Regions from separate parts of the Mus musculus genome. Here all the other regions are linked to region 1. Evidence: chromatin contacts called from public Hi-C and HiChIP or PLAC-seq data. All regions are on one chromosome and are shown on one strand. Each heading gives the region's core, a stretch centred on a gene start, on an enhancer-like site or on the middle of the called end of the contact. The rest is flanking DNA. Distances are from core to core; before and after follow the strand shown. Region 1 holds the start of Lama2 (laminin, alpha 2). Region 2 overlaps Lama2 (laminin, alpha 2). Region 3 holds the start of 4930579H20Rik (RIKEN cDNA 4930579H20 gene).

Region 1 (3,257 bases), core at 524-3,023:
TGATCTCAATCTAAAACAGTTCTGAAGCAATAACGTAAAAGTGTTCACCTTTATTAATGAAAACATTTTCTCTAAACAGCTGCAGTAAAATTCAAAAGCTCTAGAATAGTTAAGAATTTTGTTTTTTAAACTAGTACAGGGTTCTAAGACTGTAATAGACAAACTGTGACAGAGATAAATATATATATGTATATATCCCACAGGATGAACTCATTTTGGGAAGAACAAAAGAGGTGAAAGTCATAATATGAAGAAATGATACTATTTGTATCAAATGTTGCCTCTATATGTGTGTGAGAGAGAGAGAGAGAGAGAGAGAGAGAGAGAGCAGCAGAGCCCTCATCTAAGTCTCTTTTTCAGACAGCACACATAGATGTACAGAAGCCATAGATCTAAAGTAGGAGCTTAGACATGCCTTTAGGAGGGTTCCCGATGACAAGTGGATGTTAGCTCTGGATTCTCACCAGCTCTTTACGAGAGTTACTGTCTATTACTACGAAATGAAAATATTGTAGCTTCTATGTGGCATCTTAAAGATGGATACATCTTAACTATAAATTAAAAAGAAAACTAAGCCATCCATATAACAACCATATGCACTGCAGTATGGAAATAGATGTATAAATGGCTTAGTAGTCCAATACTGTACAGAATTTCACTCAGTGTAAGGGTCTGAAATATTATATACATTTTGGTGAACTGGAAACTCACAAAGCATTATCTCAGTTGGCTTAATTGGTGCATCCTGTAAAATTAGTAAATACATTTTTTTTTTTTTGCAAACAAACTGTCGGATTTCAGTTTTAAAGCTTTTTTTTTTTTCCCTTAAAAATATTTAGATGAGTTGTCCAAGGCTTTAATCCCAGCACTTGACAGACAGGGGCAGGTGCATCTCTGAATCTGAGACCATAGTGAGATCCTATTTCAAACTGACTACACACACACACACACACACACACACACACACACACACACACGCACGGGCACACATGCGGTGGCCCATTCAGAAGTTCAAGATGGAATACTTTATGGTGTAGGCTTGCTCTTTCCTTGAGTGCATCCTGATGCCAGGGTACACTAATACAAAGGGTATCCTGGGTGCCACCTAAAACCTGTGAAGTTGTTTTTCCAGGCCCTACTGAGAACCAGTGGCCTTTTCAATAACAACCTGTTATGGAGTGGCCATGGGAAGCCCTGTGACAGAGGGTAGAACACTGCTTTGTTGAGTTAAAAGGAAGAAGCCACCATGACTGATAAGCAGAAATCTTTACAGACATTCCATTCCCTTTTAATAATGTCCCTTGGTTATAGGGACAGCTTCCAACCAGTGGAGTGATTTCAGAAACATTTCAGTGGAATTGGGACAGCTTTAGTCTATCATCCCCTGCTCCCTGCACAGCTGCCTTCCGGGAAGTTCCTTCCTAATGTGCAAGCCAGCGTGAGGTTCCCCGTGGGCAACTTCAGTTCCCTAGTAGTTAGCACCATGACCTTGGGACAGTCTGGGATCACCTGGACCCAGGGCAGCTGCATATAATTTTGCCAGAACCTTCTGAGGAGTCAAAGTTTCTAGCTTTCTTGGCAATAATGTTTTCCATCTGGAGGGATTTCACAGACCCCAGAGTGCCTTGGTATCAATTACTTCCTTAATGCTAAAGAAGTTTGGATAACTCCTGCTAGAGGCCCTATTCCCTTGACAGAGGAAGCACAGAACACAGGTTCTTCCAACCAAGGACCCTTTAAAGGCCCAGGCCTGGGAAGGGGTGGGGACTGCCCTTTCTCACCCACCCTTGGGCGGTGGCAGGGCAGAGCTGGGGAGCACTGTCTCCTCCTCTTTCCCCTGCAGCTGCTCATTTCAGCTGGGTGGACCCGAGGCTGCAACTCCGTGGGCTCCGGGAGGAGTGGATCTGCTCCGGCCAGGATGCCTGCGGCCACCGCCGGGATCCTCTTGCTCCTGCTCTTGGGGACGCTCGAAGGCTCCCAGACTCAGCGGCGACAGTCCCAAGCGCATCAACAGAGAGGTACAGTCCAGGGCGCCCTTTCCCTGGAGCGCTGCTCCTAACAGGCTTCAGCTAGAGAGAAAGAATTGCTGGTTGGGGACCACTTTCTCGCTTTACTTTAGGGTGTGCTCTTCCAGGCGCAAGGGACTGAACTCCTGCAAATTAAGAGTAAGACCCCCCCGAGAGAGCTGTGCGGGGCACAAGGAACACCAAACTGCTCACTAAATCCTGGAAACTGGTCTACGGAAAACTAGTTCTAAAGTTCCCAAGGCAGACTTTTTTATCTTTTCTTCTTTCCAATTGAGAGAAAAACGTTTCATCAAATTAGATTCCGTTCCTGCAGAGGAAAGCTCTCACTCCCACCCCCACCCCCATCCCTGGCGAGCAGCTGTAGTTGAGCTTAGTAACTTTGAGTTAAGTAATTGTTTTCTTTTAACTTTAAGAATCCTGTTTCCAATTATTTACATAAAATAGTTAAGTATGTGGCTAACACCTCCACTCACATTTGTGAAACCTCCTCTCACTCAAAATAGACTAGACTTCTGTTTATTCTCAGACTCCAGTGGTCACAAACACATCTCAGGGGCTTTGAGGGACAACTGTATTCAATGCAGCTAAATTATTCTTATCAGAGCATTCTATTGTTTTTGTGCATACATTTCTGAAAAGCTTGGGAGTCTTTAAAGAGTTAGCAGAGATTTTTACAAGATGCATGCACAGCACCAAGAAACATAATTTGTAACACATTCTTCCAGCAAGCATTTTCCAAAGATGAAAAACCTGAATCAAAATAAAAAGTATTTCAGAAATATGTTAACTTTGTTTCAACGGGTTTGTCCTCAAAAGTGCAAAATCTAGAAGAAAAAGCTTTAGGAAGTTGGATGAGGCTGTATCTGGTAGAGTAGTTTTTCTTGTTTAAAATTAACTGAAACTATGTTAGTAGTTCTCATGTTTAGTAGTTCTCATGTTTGTTCTTGATTTAGACCAGCCCTTCACACAGGACTGTTTAAGAGGATATAACAGATAGCATAAGCCCCTCACCATAATCTTTGATTATACTTCCTAGAATAAAAATGACTCCCAGTTTCTCCAGATAACCTTCTATTTTTGCAGAGGTGAAATCGGGTCAGTGTGGTGCAAATAATAGAATTACTGAGACTGCTTTGGAGAAATATCCTTGGCTGTTAGTTTGAAAACAAAAAGTGCCACATTTAACGTTTGTCCTTTCTTCTATTGTGATTAACAATAGGTGATTCTTTA
Region 2 (3,621 bases), core at 400-2,899, 210 kb after region 1:
AAGCTGACTCTTACTGTGCTTTGGTTTTCATGTGATGCTCACATAATGAGGAGCTTGTTCTTCATGGTGATGGACTCCATCGCTAGATGTGCAATGCTTCAGAATCCTCTCTCTTCCTCAGTGGGTCAATAACCCTTTCCATTGATGGGTAGCCATTGAATAATTCACTGAACAAGCCTAGTGCGGACTTGACTCCCAAGTTATAGACAAACCTGTCTAGTTCTCAGAACATGGCTGTAATCTCCTTGCCATGAGGAATAGGGAACCCAGATATGGAGAGAAAAGTGATTGTCAGAGCACCCAGCTTTGTCTTCACATGTATGCTAGACTATCCAGAGCTGTGATATTTCCTATGAGAGTTTCTCCTCAGAGATTCTATTCAACACACTGAACAAATCCCAGATCTTTATGTGAGATATTTAAATGCCATCATACCTACAGAGTGACGTTGCAGCTAATCACAGCATAAATCAATTGATCTAGAAAAATATGGTAGATCTGAAACATTCCTAATGTCTAGTGACTTTTTGGCTGCCATAACACCTTTGCATGGCACATTTCTCATGTTTCTGGTAATGTGGTATAAATAGACTGTGCTGTCCATTGTACAAACACATGTTATGTTCAGTTGCACACATCACAATGCACTCAGTGGTAAGAGTAAGTGAGGACTTGTGTCTGAATGCTTTTCAAGCCCTTCTGCATTATTTTAAGGTACACTTTTTCAGGTTATTAAAAAGCAGCTATCTGCACAAAAATGCACCACACTTCATGGAATCTGTGCTTTCTGTTTCTCTCAACTATGTTTGATTGAGTCTGACGAAATATGTCAAATATGTTGGTTCATTCTTCATGGACTTAGAAGCAGCAAGCTATCACATACACAAATGTGCACATACACACACACACAACACACACACACACACACACACACAGAGAGAGAGAGAGAGAGAGAGAGACTTCTTATACACACAGCCTCATATACACAAATACCAGCTATACACATACAAACACACTGGGCATACGGCTATAACACCATCTACAAATGTGTTTCCTCCTGCATGCCTCTGTGTTAAGTACAAATGCTGGCATAATCAAACAACAAGAATGCAATCAAACAAATAAGCAGGGGGAAACATTACCTGCACCAACATGGAGGTTTCTTGAATTTCTTTCCTACAGAACCTCTGTTATAAAGCTTGCCAGGGCTCTCTGGTGTCTCTGTGGGACCACCTAGGAGGAGCCAGGAAGGTCAGCTCTCCTTTGGCTGAAGGCACACATTCAGGCATGAGAAAGAGATGGTTTAGGACATTTTAAAAATAGAATGGGTAATTTTCAGCCAGATGATATCTCTATCAGCAAAAGAAACAAAGGCTGAATGAGAAGAGGGATCTGGTGCTGCTGTGAACCAATGTTTGTTTTCACAGAAAGCAAGCGATGTCCCCATGTCTTTTAAAAGTAAAAAATTGGAAGTATATCAAATCTGGATAAGTAGGATATTTTTATTTTCTAAATTAAAGGACTTATATATAATAGGATAGATGTAAGCTAGTGTTAGATAGATTTAAAGTGTGACATAAGCCAAACCAAACAGCATACAGATATTCTGGTCTGGAAGAGGAATGGTAAGTAATTTTGAAAATCAAGGTCTGTACAACTGTGTCCAAAACTCACAGCTGCAGAGAGGGAAGTAAACAAGTCCTGTGAGAAGGCTGCATGATTAAGGACAGCCAAAGACTCAAAACTATTGAAATTCCTGCTTCCATTGGTGTGTTTATAATTCATGCAAGTCCCCTAGGAGAAAGTATGAAAGGACGTTTGCGGAAATAGGAACAAAAGTCATCTATGCTTGTTTGTTCATTAGATTAGATCAGACAGTGAATCAACTCTTGTGTTTGCTTTATAAAGGTATCCCTAAAGTCTCTATATAGGCATTGTCTTTCTATGGAGCATCAGGTATTTTACAGTCATCTCTGTGTAAGAATTACATTGACAGCTGCTAAGTTCCATGAACAGGGGAACCATGGTTCATGCCTGCATTCACTTCTCCCAGTTTATATTGTTACATAGTTGTGTGTAGGGACTCTCATGCAGACTTCCATCTCTGTTAAGTCACTCATAGAAATAGAAGGTGGAGCCAGTTAGACAGTCATGAAGCAGCTAGCTTTCCAGCTTCTATTAAGTCAGCAACAGGGAGAGAACCCTGGACTTTTGCAGTATTTGTGTGTGCCATTCACTCACTTACTTGTTAATGTCCCACAAAAACCCAGCAGAGTCAGTGGTAAAGGGGTAAGATTTCCTTCTGGACACTAATCTGGGCAGCATATAAGAATATTCATAGGCAGCATATAAGAATATTCATAAGCACAAATTATTTGCATAATATTTTTATATACATCTCAGGTACCTAAGAGGAGTTCTCTTAAACAAAAAAAAAATCACACTACAGTAAAATGTGCTTTGGTGGACCCTGATCATTGTCCTCGAAAGGGCATTATTTTTTTCCACATAGGAAACAACATAGCAATACTCTCAGGTCCTTGTAGAGATCTGTCTGTACACGTGCACTAAAACAGCAGAGTAATAATCACCCTTCTGCAACCGAGCAGCCCCTCACCCCAGTCACCAAATTGCTGTCTCTATTTTTATTTCTCTTTGGAAATTATTCCTCAGTTTGGTTTTCTTTTGTCACTGGCCTTCTGGATGATCATTTTGCAACATCTGGATACTTTCATATGAACATCTGGAGTGGAATTTTTTTTTTAACTCTCTGATACATACAGACTACTTCTTGAAGAAATCTATTTTCCCAGATGTTATTAAGACATGGTTAAGCAAATGTAACAGCGTATAAAATTCCATAGGAAGCACAAACCATATTTAATCTAAAATCACATGAGTGATTTTCTTGCCCATTATCTTTTGGCCTGGAATAAATAGTTAAAATATGTACATCAGGGGCAATTGAGGTGTCACAGGTCGTGTCCTTCAGTTGGGAGCCTTTGAGATCAGGCTTGTTTGGATTCTGGGTCTGGCAGTCAGTAACTCTGTAACCTTGAGCAACTCTCTAAAGGTCAGCTTCCTTACTTCAAGATTTGAAGTAAGAATAAAAGTCTTCCAGGCCAGTTGTATTAAATGAGATGATTTAAACAATGTGTCTGGCTCAAAGTGCAGATTTGATAAACAACAACTGGCATGAGTGTTTGTCACAATATGCTACAGAACACAATTTAAGAGTTCTTTTCTTGACCACCAGTGAATTCTATGCATATAATTAGTAGTTTGGTCTTTGCATAAAGTTTTCCAAGGAATGCATGTTTTGAGAGTTGCAATAGAATCTTGTCTGCTTATCTATTGCTCTTTAAGCGGGGGAGAAGGAAGGAATGTAGCAGTTGTCTTTATTTGTTATAGGGAAGTTAGGGGATGCCTGTATCCCAAGCTCTTGGGGTACAGACTAAGAACTGTATTTACAGTGAGGAGTGGAGCTGGATGTCATCTCATTCTTAGCCAAATGATGAGTTACTGGAAATTGACAGCTGCTTGGAGAAAGAGAGGCAGTTTTCTGTAAGAGTGTAGCCCCTGTTAGGTCAATCAAGCTCCAATGTGAAGCTACATATTCAC
Region 3 (3,491 bases), core at 339-2,838, 230 kb after region 1:
TAGAGCATCTTGGTTGACAAGAGAAGGGAGCTCTAGATCCAGCAGGAAAACTGTGGTCAGCCTCTAAACTTTAAGTAAACTACTGTATGCTACTTATCCTTCAGGACTCATAGTCTATGTTATCTGTCAGAGTTTACTGCTGTTCACTGAAAAATATATCACAGTAGCATGGAATATTTGAAGAATAAACTCAGTTTAAGTGTGAAAAATGTTTGACTAATAGACCTATTCACTAATGGACAGTCTTGTTTAACACTGGATATTAATATTTAACTTTCAATTTTGGCTTTTTTTTTTGTACATGCAAACATTGAGAGATAGTTGTTTTCAAGTTAATTTATCTGTGGTATTTTGAAAGCCTTTCAAGTAGAATTGTATATACTGAGAAAATGAAGTATTTATTACTTTGAAATTTTTCTCTCTTGATGAGCCAGACTAAAGAAACACTTAATGTTTGTGTTCAGCAAAACTAGTGTCGTGTATGATGCCAAACACATGGCTGAAACTGGCTGATGTAACTAGTCATCCATGGATAACCAGTGTCATGGAAAGTGAAAAATAAAATGAGTGTTTCAACTTGTCAGATAAATGTTTTTCTGAAAACAAACATCACCCCTTTTATGCTCTTAGGTTCTCAGAGTTAAAGAAAACACAATTTAGGAACATAATCTAGTGAGCCATGTGTAAAATATGGCTTGTTACTTTATAGAAATGAGAATTTACATTAAAAGATTATATATAAAAATGTGAATGAACCTCTTAGGTTTTTATGATACTACTGGCTTAAAGGAGAAGTAGGCAGAATTATGAATTTAAAAAGAATTTATAACCTGAAACATAATTCTAACATAATATGTAGAGCTGGAGAGAGTGCTCTGAGGTTTAGAGCATATACTGCTCCTGCAAGGGGTGTGAATTCAGTTCCTAGCCCCCAGCTCATAACCACTTCTAAGTTTATCTTCAGAGAACTTGGCACCTTCTTCTGACCTCTTCAGTAATCTGCACTCACCTACAGAGAATTGTTTTTAAGGTAATTTGCAATATAGGTTTAAATTTAAGGTAAATCACGTTGCATATTTTAACCAATGTTTTTAAATTCTAAGTCATCTTTTCTAACATGTGACATGAATGCATTGACCTGATTTTTGCGGTGAGTGATGTTTAGTCTTAAGGAGAATGTATGGGTTTGACTTCAATATAAAGTAGATCCCCCTTTACTACAGAGGATATTCTAAGACTTATAGGAGAGACCTAAAACCAAAAACAGAACCCCAAATTCTGTACATATCCCCCTGTATCCAGATCTGAGATATCTATTGATAAATTAGGTATAATAAGAGATTAATGATAATAATTAACTCAGCAATAATAGCAATGTACTCTAATTATGGGGATGTGTTCCGTCTTGAGAGAAGGAATAGAAAAGTAGTGTATGGAGACCATGGGTGACCACAAGTCGTTGAGACTAAGCAAGGTTAAAGAGAACGGTGGCTGCTAAAAGGCAAAAGTTTTGGTTACCAAGTCTTTCCTTAAACCTTCAGTGTTTCCCAGGAGCTGTCTGCTGTGATCTTGAAGGATTCTAAAACTCCTGGACTTGTGGGTAATTCTGAAGTTCAACTGGCCCCTGGAATTGTGGGTAATAAGAGCATTGCTGTAGTGCTGCTCCATAAAGCTTGAGCTTAAATATGTCTACTTTACATTGAAATCAAACCCAACGTCTGATTGATTCTGTTTGATTCTGACCTTTTATATGTATGTTCTATTTTATTTCCTCAAATATTACTTATCCTGGAAGTATTCTCCCTTCTGTCACTAGAAGACTAAAAAAAAAAAAAAAAAAAAAAAAAATTATAGTTGGATTAAAACAATGTATCGATACAAATCAGTATTCTTTGTAATCACTTCAAATAATAATTTGAAATCAACAACATTCCTTGGCAAGCTCTAGAGTTCTTATTTTAGAATTGTTTTTTAATATGTTGATACAAATGAAAAAGTATATGTTTGTGCATGCGTGTGTGTGTGTGTGTGTGTGTACTTACCACTGGGAAAAATGGGATTTGGGGTGGTTTGTCTGTAGTTCTCTACAAACCGTGTGCATCATTGATGACATCTGTCACCTAAAAGTCACCCTTCCCTTAACATTGATTTCAACGTGTCATTTCACATTTTTCAAAGAAGGGAATGTGGAAATATGGAGGAAGTTGCCCGAGTAAACACATAACACTGCTTCCCTTAGAAGTAAGAATAAGTTACATTTTATTTTTAAAGTTGGCTACTTTAGAGATAAAGTGAGGGGACCTGAAATATGTATAAAGACAGCATTTAGGTCAGAGGGCTACTTTAGCCAAACAAAGTATGTCACAGAGAGTGGAGGATCATGTGATACTATAATCAAAGGGATTAATTATGGCTACAAATGCAAATGGAAAGGACTTTTCATGAATGAAATCAAAGAAGTTACTGTTGATCAGATTATCAAAAATTTTGCATAGAAAATCCAGCCAATACTGCCACTACCAGAGGACTGAGGTATTTTAAAGCTACCTCCTGAGGGGTGCATCCAGGTTCACTGTGGATAAAGACAGGAAGGATAGCATGACCCCTGTGATGTCTGGACCTATAGGATGTAGTGAAATGTTTACTTTAGAACAAGAGGAGACAAGACATCGGGTCTCCATGGGAGTACAGGCCACTGTCTGTTTTAAACAGGGTTTCAGAATTGCAGGCTTAGCCATCCAACGGTAATGGCTCCTCTTGACAAGGAATATGTGTCTGTCTTTGAGCCCTTGAGTGCACCTGAGTCTGTCCAAGGATCCCTGTGATGATGATGTCAGGGCCATGACAACCCAGGCAGGCACTCCTGGGAGCTGGAGGTGCTATCTAGGCATTGAAGTATTGCACTCAGGTAGTAAATGTGATCATTTTAGGAGCAAGTTCACAAGTGATCAAGTGGCAAGAACCACATCCTGTGTAACTCTGACATAGCCTTTTAGCTTTTTAATGTGTCATTATGTTAACCTTCCTTGATGAAGTGTCATAAAACCTAAGTTTGAATCAACAACAACAATAACAACAACAACAACAACAACAAAGCAAGAAAACAGTCCTATCCCTGCTTTCATTGTAGTCAGGTTAAAATAAAAACAAACATAACACCTTCCAAGACCAACAGCCACATCCATAGCAATTTCCTCACTTATCTGCCTTGCTTTGGGCTGAGGAGGAACAGTTGTGTTTTGGTCATTAATAGAAAAGGGAACAGTGCCTAAAAAACCTATTATGAATTCTTCTGGGAAAACATATTACAAATAATTGGAAGCAAATCTGAGTTTATATACTTGGCGGCAAATGTATAAGAGAAAGCAATTCTGCCTTGGCCCCTGGATGATTGATTAAATCTTTTATTCTCCCTACCTTTCATTCACACTGTGTTTATCAAGAGGAAAGAGAAAAGAAATGTTGTGTAACAATGTCTTCTTTAGATGAAT

The links. Hi-C and Micro-C count contacts between places; a contact is called where the count stands out from the background. HiChIP or PLAC-seq counts read pairs in DNA pulled down with a chosen protein or histone mark.
Region 2: a contact with region 1 is called in a Hi-C map of uterus. The contact joins the enhancer-like site here to the promoter of Lama2 in region 1. A contact is called at or near these places in 1 of 484 Hi-C or Micro-C datasets (uterus), 2 of 115 datasets of contacts at active chromatin or transcription factors (fibro-adipogenic progenitors and heart atrium) and 1 of 9 other capture datasets (adipose tissue).
Region 3: an H3K27ac HiChIP or PLAC-seq map of heart atrium shows a contact between it and region 1, with 3 times the contacts expected there. The contact joins the promoter of 4930579H20Rik here to the promoter of Lama2 in region 1. A contact is called at or near these places in 1 of 484 Hi-C or Micro-C datasets (forebrain), 3 of 115 datasets of contacts at active chromatin or transcription factors (astrocytes, fibro-adipogenic progenitors and heart atrium) and 2 of 9 other capture datasets (adipose tissue and liver).

Annotation. Positions count from the first base shown.
Region 1 is chr10:27,615,458-27,618,714 of GRCm38.p6, reverse strand. It overlaps Lama2 (laminin, alpha 2), which reads left to right and starts at 1,773. Exons shown (of 65, transcript NM_008481.2): 1 at 1,773-2,018. The coding sequence starts at 1,919.
Region 2 is chr10:27,408,464-27,412,084 of GRCm38.p6, reverse strand. The region is part of intron 4 of Lama2 (laminin, alpha 2); the gene reads left to right. Among named protein-coding and RNA genes, the nearest start is that of 4930579H20Rik, 20 kb to the right of the region's middle. Within about 2 kb of position 1,649, at least 18 of the 459 cell types and tissues checked have an H3K27ac peak or open chromatin away from gene starts, as enhancers often do. A contact at or near this core is called in uterus, where this site is marked.
Region 3 is chr10:27,387,963-27,391,453 of GRCm38.p6, reverse strand. 4930579H20Rik (RIKEN cDNA 4930579H20 gene) reads right to left here and starts at 1,588. Exons shown (of 5, transcript NR_131034.1): 1 at 1,519-1,588. All of the region lies in intron 4 of Lama2 (laminin, alpha 2), which reads left to right.